Regions from separate parts of the Sus scrofa genome. Here region 1 is linked to region 2. The links are chromatin contacts, called in public Hi-C maps. All regions are on one chromosome and are shown on one strand. The core of a region is the stretch at or near the end of the contact, and the rest is flanking DNA. Distances in the headings are between cores, read along the strand shown.

Evidence for each region. Hi-C and Micro-C count contacts between places; a contact is called where the count stands out from the background.
Region 1: a contact with region 2 is called in a Hi-C map of liver, with 3 times the contacts expected there. The contact joins the promoter of SLC38A10 here to the enhancer-like site in region 2. A contact is called at or near these places in 1 of 5 promoter capture datasets (skeletal muscle), 7 of 47 Hi-C or Micro-C datasets (embryonic fibroblasts, fetal liver, heart right ventricle and 3 more) and 1 of 2 datasets of contacts at active chromatin or transcription factors (skeletal muscle).

The regions. Positions count from the first base shown.
Region 1 is chr12:1,479,821-1,483,614 of Sscrofa11.1, forward strand. It overlaps SLC38A10 (putative sodium-coupled neutral amino acid transporter 10), which reads left to right and starts at 1,425. Exons shown (of 18, transcript XM_005668573.2): 1 at 1,425-1,845. The coding sequence starts at 1,747.
Region 2 is chr12:1,410,243-1,414,579 of Sscrofa11.1, forward strand. No RefSeq gene overlaps it. Among named protein-coding and RNA genes, the nearest start is that of BAHCC1, 5.8 kb to the left of the region's middle. Within about 2 kb of position 1,994, at least 62 of the 83 cell types and tissues checked have an H3K27ac peak or open chromatin away from gene starts, as enhancers often do. A contact at or near this core is called in fetal liver, liver, skeletal muscle and 1 more, where this site is marked.

The DNA of each region.
Region 1 (3,794 bases), core at 175-2,674, 69 kb after region 2:
TATTTGCTACCTGGCTCTTCGCAGGAAAAATTGACCAGCCTCTGGAGTTCCCGTCGTGGCTCGGTGGCTAATAAATCCGACTAGGAACCATGAGGTTGCAGGTTCCATCCCTGGCCTTGCTCAGTGGGTCAAGGATCCGGCATTGCCGTGAGCTGTGATGTAGGTTGTAGATGGGGCTCGGATCCTATGTTGCTGTGGCTGTTGTGTAGGCTGGTGGCTATAGCTCCGATTAGACCCCTAGCCTGGGACCCTCCATATGCCGCGGTGCAGCCCTAGAAAAGACAACAAACAAAAAAATTGTCCAGCCTCTGATGTAAACTAGCAAGAACTCTCATAACTACTTGAAGAGCGATTGGGCAATACCTGGTAAAATGAAGGTGTGCCTGCACGTGAACCGGCAGTTCTGCTTCTACGGGTTTACCCTGGAGCCCCCCCAACACCCGAGAAGACAAGGGCCGTGGTGTTCACTGAATCACTGTTTATAATGGCAAATAATTGGAAGCAACTCGGTGGCCCTCAGCAGGAGAATGGATATATATATTCCGGGCTATTTTATTATTGCTTATTTAAAAAAATGTTTTTCCACCGCATCCACGGCATATGGAAGTTGCCCGGACAGGGATCCTATCCCAGACCCAGGTGTGACCTACACCACAGCTGCTGCAATACTGGATCCTTAACCTGTTGTGCCACAGCAGGAACTCCAATTTTTTTTTTTTTTAAATTGTGGCTGCATCGTGGCATATGGAAGTTCCTGGGCCAGGGGTCGAATGGGAGCTGCAGCAGGGGTCTACACTATGGCAACACCGAATCTGAGCCACATCTGCGACCTGTGCTGCAGCCTGTGGCATCGCTGGATCCTTAACCCACTTAGGCAGGCCAGGGGTCAAACACACATCTTCACGGAGACTGGTCCTTAACCTGATGAGCCAAAACGCGAACTCCTCCATGCCCACTCTTTAGAACTGTGTACTCTTGCTGAGGAACTCAGCCTCTCTGTGCTCAGCGTCCCACTCCTAAAACGTGGGCGCTAACTCCTGGAATCCGTTATCAACGCTGACATGAAGGTGCAGCCCCGGAGACCCGCGCATCTAGCACACTTCTCCCAATCGGTCTCGAGGGTAATTGCTGAAAATGAAGGCTTAAAATCCTGCTCCTCTCCAGAAGGCGTGACGTGGCCCTTTCCCTCCTGCCCTCCACTGCTCTTCCGGATGGGGGCCACAAGGGGCGAGCTCTTGTGCTCCAGACCCTGCAAGACATGGCGCAGGACGCCAGCTCCACAGGGAGGATCAGCTGGCTGTAGGGACAGGTGCGCCCCATAGACCCCGTCCCCACCCCCCCGTGTGCGTCCATCCAAGCCCCGCCCCTGCAGGCGCCGAGGTCCGCCTTTCATTGGTGAGCGCCCTGCCCCGAGCTCCGCCCCTCGTCGTCACTTCCGGGCGGAGGAGCTCGCGGAAGGCGGAAGTGTGCGTGCCCAGGCGGCCGCCGAGCAGCACCGGAGTGTTTCTCGCCGGCTCCCCGCGGCTTTTCCCGGTCTGGGCTCGGGGACGCTGCGGTGGCCCGCGGGAGCCAGCGGGGGACGAAGCTATGAGGCGGCCGCGGGGCCTGGCGGGGCCTGGAGGGTGACTGCTCCCGCCGCCTTCCCGCGAGACCGCCTCCTCCAGGCGGCGTCCCCCTCGGGGTCTCGCGCCCCACCGTCCTGCCGGCGCCTTGGACCCGGGGCTCCGGGGCCCCAGGCCTCGCGCCATGACCGCGGCCGCGGCCTCCAACTGGGGGCTTATCACGAACATAGTGAACAGCATAGTAGGGGTCAGTGTCCTCACCATGCCCTTCTGCTTCAAACAGGTGAGTCGAGCGGGCGGTGGTCGCCGCCCCGGCCGCCCCGGGCTCAGCCCGTCACGGGAGCCGGCGCGGCGGGAGGAGGGACCCGGCAGCCCACCCGCCCCGGCGCCGCCGCGGAAGCCGAGGGAAAGCCCCCCGCGAACAGCTTGCGCACCGTTGGTAACTTCAGACCGAGGTGCAGCGTGTAGCGAGGCGATCTTGAAAACTGGAGAGTGACCGCGGGACTCCGTGTTCGCGTCCTTTCCTGGCGTTTCTTGCAACTCTGATCCCACCGCACTCCTTTCCGGGAGCGCACAGGTCAACCCCGGCCTTGGAACTAGATTGGGGTGTGGGTTCTGAGGGGGTTGCTAAATTCACCAGATTGGACACGTCAGAGCTTTGTGTTTCGCTGTGGGCAAACCTTACCTTAACGGAAAACGTCGGAAGTATTAAAAAATTGGTGTCATTCCGACGTTAAATACTGCAGGAGAGAAACTCAGCCTTTTTTGAGGTGTGGGTTTATTTGGCTTCTGTTTAATCCACAAATAAAGAGGCTTTTGGTCCTTTAGAAGAGGGAGGTTGACAGAGTTATCAAATTGGGCAACTTCTTAACTAAAAACGAACTTCTCCGCTTCCTGTGTGCCACACTGGAGGTGCCGCTCCCCCGGCCGCCTGGGGCAGGAGCTGGCCACGAGGGAGAGCGGCTTTCTTGAGGCTGGAGGAGGACCAGTGGGACACCAGGGGAGGACAGGTGGCCAGCAGGCCCTCAAAGACCAGCCTTACGTGGAAAAATGCGCATAAGATGATATTTTGGCCTTGACGTGGGCTCCAGTTGCTTCATCTTAGATTCAGGTTTTGCATTTTTCATATTTAGGATGCTTTGCTGTAAATAGCAAGCAGAAGAAAATGCGTTTCGGTTCCCGTGTGAGCGGTTGCTCTGACTTGCTTGGTGACCGTGTTGCTGGGGGGATGGAGACGGCGGGCTGACGTGGAAGGCCATGCTGGCGGCTTCTGGAACCTCCAAGGCAACATCTGTGTCTTGGCATGGGAGTCGCAGTGTGGGCCGGCCCCCTCTGGGTGTTCCTGGAGGGACTACGTATCCCAGCGCGCACTGCGACGCGCCTGGCACAGAACTGCCTCCTGGGATGTGTAGTTGGCTTGTCCTGCGCCTGTACCTGTACCGCCATCCTTCACGCCTGTCTGCCACGTGCCACCGCGGCAGGGCTCTGGGGGTTCAGATTTGAGTGTCTGCCGTGGGCTGGGCACGAGCCTGCTGCTGAGCCCGCTGCCGGAGCGTTTAAGCACGGGCCCGGCTGACTTGCTGGGTGGGGGGGGGGAGCTTAGAGGTGGGGGCTGGAGACCTGGCAGGGGTTTGCCTCGCCCTGAGGGCCTGGCCGAATTAGGAGCTGCTCTCAGTTGGACTCAGCATCTTCTCCGCAGGAAGCCCCTCGGCCAGAACACGGTGTGAGGCCAGTGGGCAGTTTGGGGATGTGTGTTTTTCATCTGGCAGCCAGGTCATTAAAAAAAAAACTTGGGGTTCGTGTTGTGTTGTTTTTTGGTTTATTTGGTTGGTTGTAGCAATTTGAGTACTTGTCCAAAAGAATTAACATTTTACTGAAGCGTGTGTAACATGCATCCAGAAAAGCGAGTGCACTTTGGGTACACTCTGGATGACTTTTCATAAAGTAGTTAACGAAAACAGATAGCCAGCCCCGAGATTAAGGAGCACACACAGCGAGCACCCCCCACCCTGCCTCCCCACTGAAGGTCCCCCTGCCACCTCCAGCGCCACCGTCAGCGTTGCCGGGTGCGACCATCCCGTGAGTAGGTTGTGTCCTAGATGCGCTTCGGGGTCTGGCAAGCGCTCCTCCACGTGTTTGTTCTTTAACTTTTGTGGACAGGACGGTGCGGCCTGTTTGGAGCCTGTGCACAGGCTTTGGCGCTGGGGAGGCGTCCCGCAGGCTGCCGACCTG
Region 2 (4,337 bases), core at 744-3,243:
CCTGGCGGTCCCTGTCCTGTCGCGATTATTTATTTTTAATGCTGGGTGTCGATCGAGAAAACAAGCGCTCAGAGCAAAGCAAGGACGCATTACGGGGGGGGGGGATTTTAAACCGATCAATACGATTTTTCAGAGGGAAAAAAAAATCGCTCTTATATATAGTCCATCTTTAAAAAAAAAAAAAAAAGCCTGCTCGACATTATAACGGATTTTTTTAAAGGGAAGATATATACTTAACATCGCAACCCTGAATTTCTCTCGCTAAAAAAAAAAAAATGTAAATCCCCAAAGCCAAAATAAAATAATAATAAAAATACAAAAAACAAAAAAATGAAAGCAATTTCAGTTACTTACTGGAGGCTGTTTCCTGGATACAATTGAATGCAATACAATTAAACCAGTAAATGTGACTTTGTTTTGTATTCCTATTGGTATTTTCAATGTGCTGACTGTTGCACTGTAAATGCACCGCTTCCACAACAACGACTCTAGCGAGCCCATCCAGAGCGGCTCTCAAACCTGCAGCCCGGCGCGGCGAGCCACGGGCCCTGCATACTAATAAGCCCGTGCCACTCAGCCCCGAGCAGCCCGCGAGCTGATTGGCCGCGCGGCCCTCCGCGGCCGGGAGCTCGTGCCACTCATTCGGCGTAAACAGGCCTCCCAATAGGCTGGCGCCAGGCCAGGGAGCTGCCAATCAGGGAGCAGCAGGGCTACTACGGAGCCCGATGGCGCCTAATTCAAGCCCGGCGACTGCGCAGCTCCTCTGCGCAGATCGTTGCTGCTGAATGGGACGGTTTGGCGCTGGGCGGGAGAGGGAGCAAGGACGAGTGGGAGCGTGTGTGTCCACGCCGAGGGGAAGGCTTTGGCTTGTTTTTTTTTTTTATTCTGTTTTTAATTTTAACCCAGCATGTCACACTTTTGGCGTCTCGTGCACAGAGGCCAGGAGAATAAACAGCAACACTCATTGCAACAGATGCTTTTTCAAATACCTAGGATCTGTCTGGCAGGTGGTCGAACCCGGCACAGGTAGGCCCGAGCTCCAAGAACGGAGGCTTCCTCGGATTGCCCAGTCCTTCGGCCACTCTGAGGCCTCCGCCTGCTGTGACCAAGCTCAGGAATGCCCACGCGCCCGCAGTACAGGCTCCAGATTCGCCCGGCTGGTCCTCTCCTTCCCTTGATCCAAGGATCAAACTCTGGGGAGAAGGTCCTGTGTCTCTGGCCATGTATCTGGGGACCCTGCTTTTATCTTCCTTGGCTACATTTTACAACAGAGAACTGATCGAAATGAAATCATGGATTTACTAAGGTCAAGACAAAGGTTGCCCTTTCTTCATCAGCAACGAGGTTTTTAAAATATGTTCACCTTGATATGCATGGCGCGAAACCCGGGCATAGTACGTTTCAATGTCGCTCTTACATATCCGCTAAATTCCCGCCCAATTAAAAGACACTTGGGAGGTGTCTTCATGGTAATCAGATGCAAACTTCTTTTTAAAAAAGAGTCTCCAAATAAATATCTCTGCTAGAATTTGGTTTCCCAGCAAAATGCTATTTATTCTCAGGAGTCAAGGCTGTGTCTTAGAGGCAATGGATACATGATTTTTGCTCCTCTTTCTCCAGGTGAAGCCCTGCCTCCCCCTCCGGGGGACAATATATATATATATATATATATATATATACCCACATACATATATAGGTGTGTGTATGTGCACACACACCTACATGTGTATATGTATGTATAAACTAGATGCCAACCAACGCGTGAACAAGCGTTAGAAATTTTCTGCCCGCTCATCCCGGTAGGGACACTAAAGGGTTAAGCCGGAGACCTTCTGTTGTCACCTTCTTTCCCCGCCCTCCCCGCCCACTCCCGCGGGATCGCCCGGATTGGCGGGCACTCCGCCAGCAGGCTGTCAATCACCGAGTGTAAACAAGGCGCTGATTGGCTGTTGTCCAGTCCGCACAGGGCCTCCCGAAAAAAGCAATTACTGGCTCCGCGGTTTCAAGGCGGCCCAAGGCCGCTTGATGAAAGGAGATAAGCTGGGGACCGTTTCCAGGACCCCCTCGGGCCGACCCCGGCCGCCCCGGAGCCGAGGTGCGGCGCAGAGCCCGCGGATCAAAGGAATCCGGAGAGAAAGGGGAAGCGGGCGCTCGGCCCGGGCCGGCCTTCCCCCGCGGGCATCTCTGACCTGGGGTGGGGGCTCGGGCCGCGGGCGGGGCTCCGGAATTAGGGCCCGCTTCCGGCGGCGCGGCCGGCGGGGCAGTTCCAGGGAGCCTGGGGCTGGCAGGTAAGCGCCGGGCTCCTCGGGCCCGGGCCGGGGGCTCAGGACAGGGCGCGCGACCCCGAGTCCCGGCTCGGACGACAGCCCTAGGGGACGGCGAGGGCTCCGCCCCCCACGGCCCCAGCCCCTGGCCTGTCCCGAGGCGGGTGCCTTCGGAAGCGACCCCGAGCGGCGCACGGCGGCCGCGGGAGGAGAGGCGGCACGCATAAATCCATAAAGCGCTAGGAGATCCGATTAGGGCACGGCTATTCATTAGGCCGGGGGCGATTGAATTAGGTCGCGGGTGTGGGCCCGGGGGGCCGGCGCGGGCTGAACGCGGCCGCCGGGATGGGCGGGGGTGGGGGGAGAGGTCTCTGGCGCAGACCACCGGGCTTGGGCCGTGGCTTCCGGAGAAAGAAATCCCAGCACTGGCCCGGGAGGGAGTGTTGAGGAGACGGGGTTCCTCCTGGTCCTGAACCCTTGAGTGCGTGCGGAGGCCGCCCGCTTCCCACGCACACCGGGGAAAGCCAGCCCGAGCCCTGTTCGGCTCCGGAGAAATCGCGCCCTCCTTGGGGTGGGTAGGTGGGTGGGGGCGCCCTCGGCCCCCCGATCCAGCGCAGGGCCAGGCGGGGCCGGAGCTGAGGCAGGGAGCGGCTGTCTGTGCCCTCCCGGAGCACTCCGGGCTCCCAGCACTTCTCCGGTTTCGGTGGCGTGGCGCGCCGAGCCGGCCCGATCCGTGCGCCCAGCGGCCCCGCCAGCTCCGCACTGCCCTTGGATTCCCAGGCCCCAGCGGGGCGCCCCTCACCTCCGCATGTTTCCCCATTACTGTCTCCGATGAGCTTCTTTTCTGGCCCAGAACTTTTTTTTTTTTTTTAATTTAAGATTAAGTTTTAAAGCTCCACTTGAAATTTTTTAAAATGAGAAAAATACGTGTAAGAAGGAAACCCTCCATCCAAAAGAAAGAACGCCTTGGCAACCCGCAGTGTCCCTGGAGTTGCTCGGAGCTTCCTGAGGGTGTGCTTGCTGGTGCGCCCCCAGACGCGACGGTGGGTCGGAAGGGCCTCCAGGCCCCCATTCTCCTTCCGGGTGTCTGAGGAGGGGCATCTGCTGGGAAGCTCCTCGGGGGCCCCCAAACCCTGTCCCATCCCCCTCGGGCAGAGTATTGTCCGAGGGTCCTGGAGCTTGGCTGATGGGCCCCACCGCAGCCACAGCCCTAGACTTGCAGGCTACCAGCTGGATGAGAGGCGGGAGGGCAGCACAGGCTCCGGGCCTCCCTTCCCTCGGAAGATTGGCTCAGATCCTTCCAGCTCCCCATCACCACACGCCTAAGTCAGGGGGTGAGAACTGGCCTGCAGAACACCAGAGTGCCCTAGAGTCCTCTGCCCTGTCCCGCAGGTCACCTTCCCAGAGAGATGCTGCCCACGTGGGGAGGAGGAAGAACAGCTCCCTGTCTGCCTCACTTCCCGCCTCCCTCTCTCCCCAGTGTCACTTGAAACAAATCTAGTGGGCTCTTTTTTTTTTTTTTTAACCCCAATACTGTTTCAAAACAGTTGTTACAGCAAATAGCTGCAGACGGGCCTGCTGGATGTGGCAGGGGCTGGCAGCTGCCCAGCACAGGCGCTTGGCCGCCAGGCAGCTCCCACAGTACCAAAATAAGCTCCCCGTGTTCCCCCTCGGAAGACGGGGCCCGCGGAGGCTCTGGCAGGGGCACGTCTGGTTGGGCGAGCTCTCAGCTTGGAGGAAACCTCCCCTCTTTCATTTTTCACCCTCCCTGTTGTCCAGAGCTAACAACTGTTTCCAATTTCAGAGGAACATGGTGTAGGATCTGCAGAGCAGCCTTCCCCTGGGTGGGAGAGGGCGGGAAGGAGAGGGCTGGAGAGATGAGGTCAGGGTTGAGCTGGGGCGCCCAGGTCTCTGCAGCCGCCCACAGTTTCACGAGTGGGCTCCCCATCAGGCGACGCCCACACACCCTGGCCAGCGGGCATGCCCTGCCCCAGTCTGGAACACCACCCAGGGGCGCCCTGGAACCCCCAGCTCGCTTCCTGCCTGGCGGGAGCACAGGCCTGGCAGGTACTC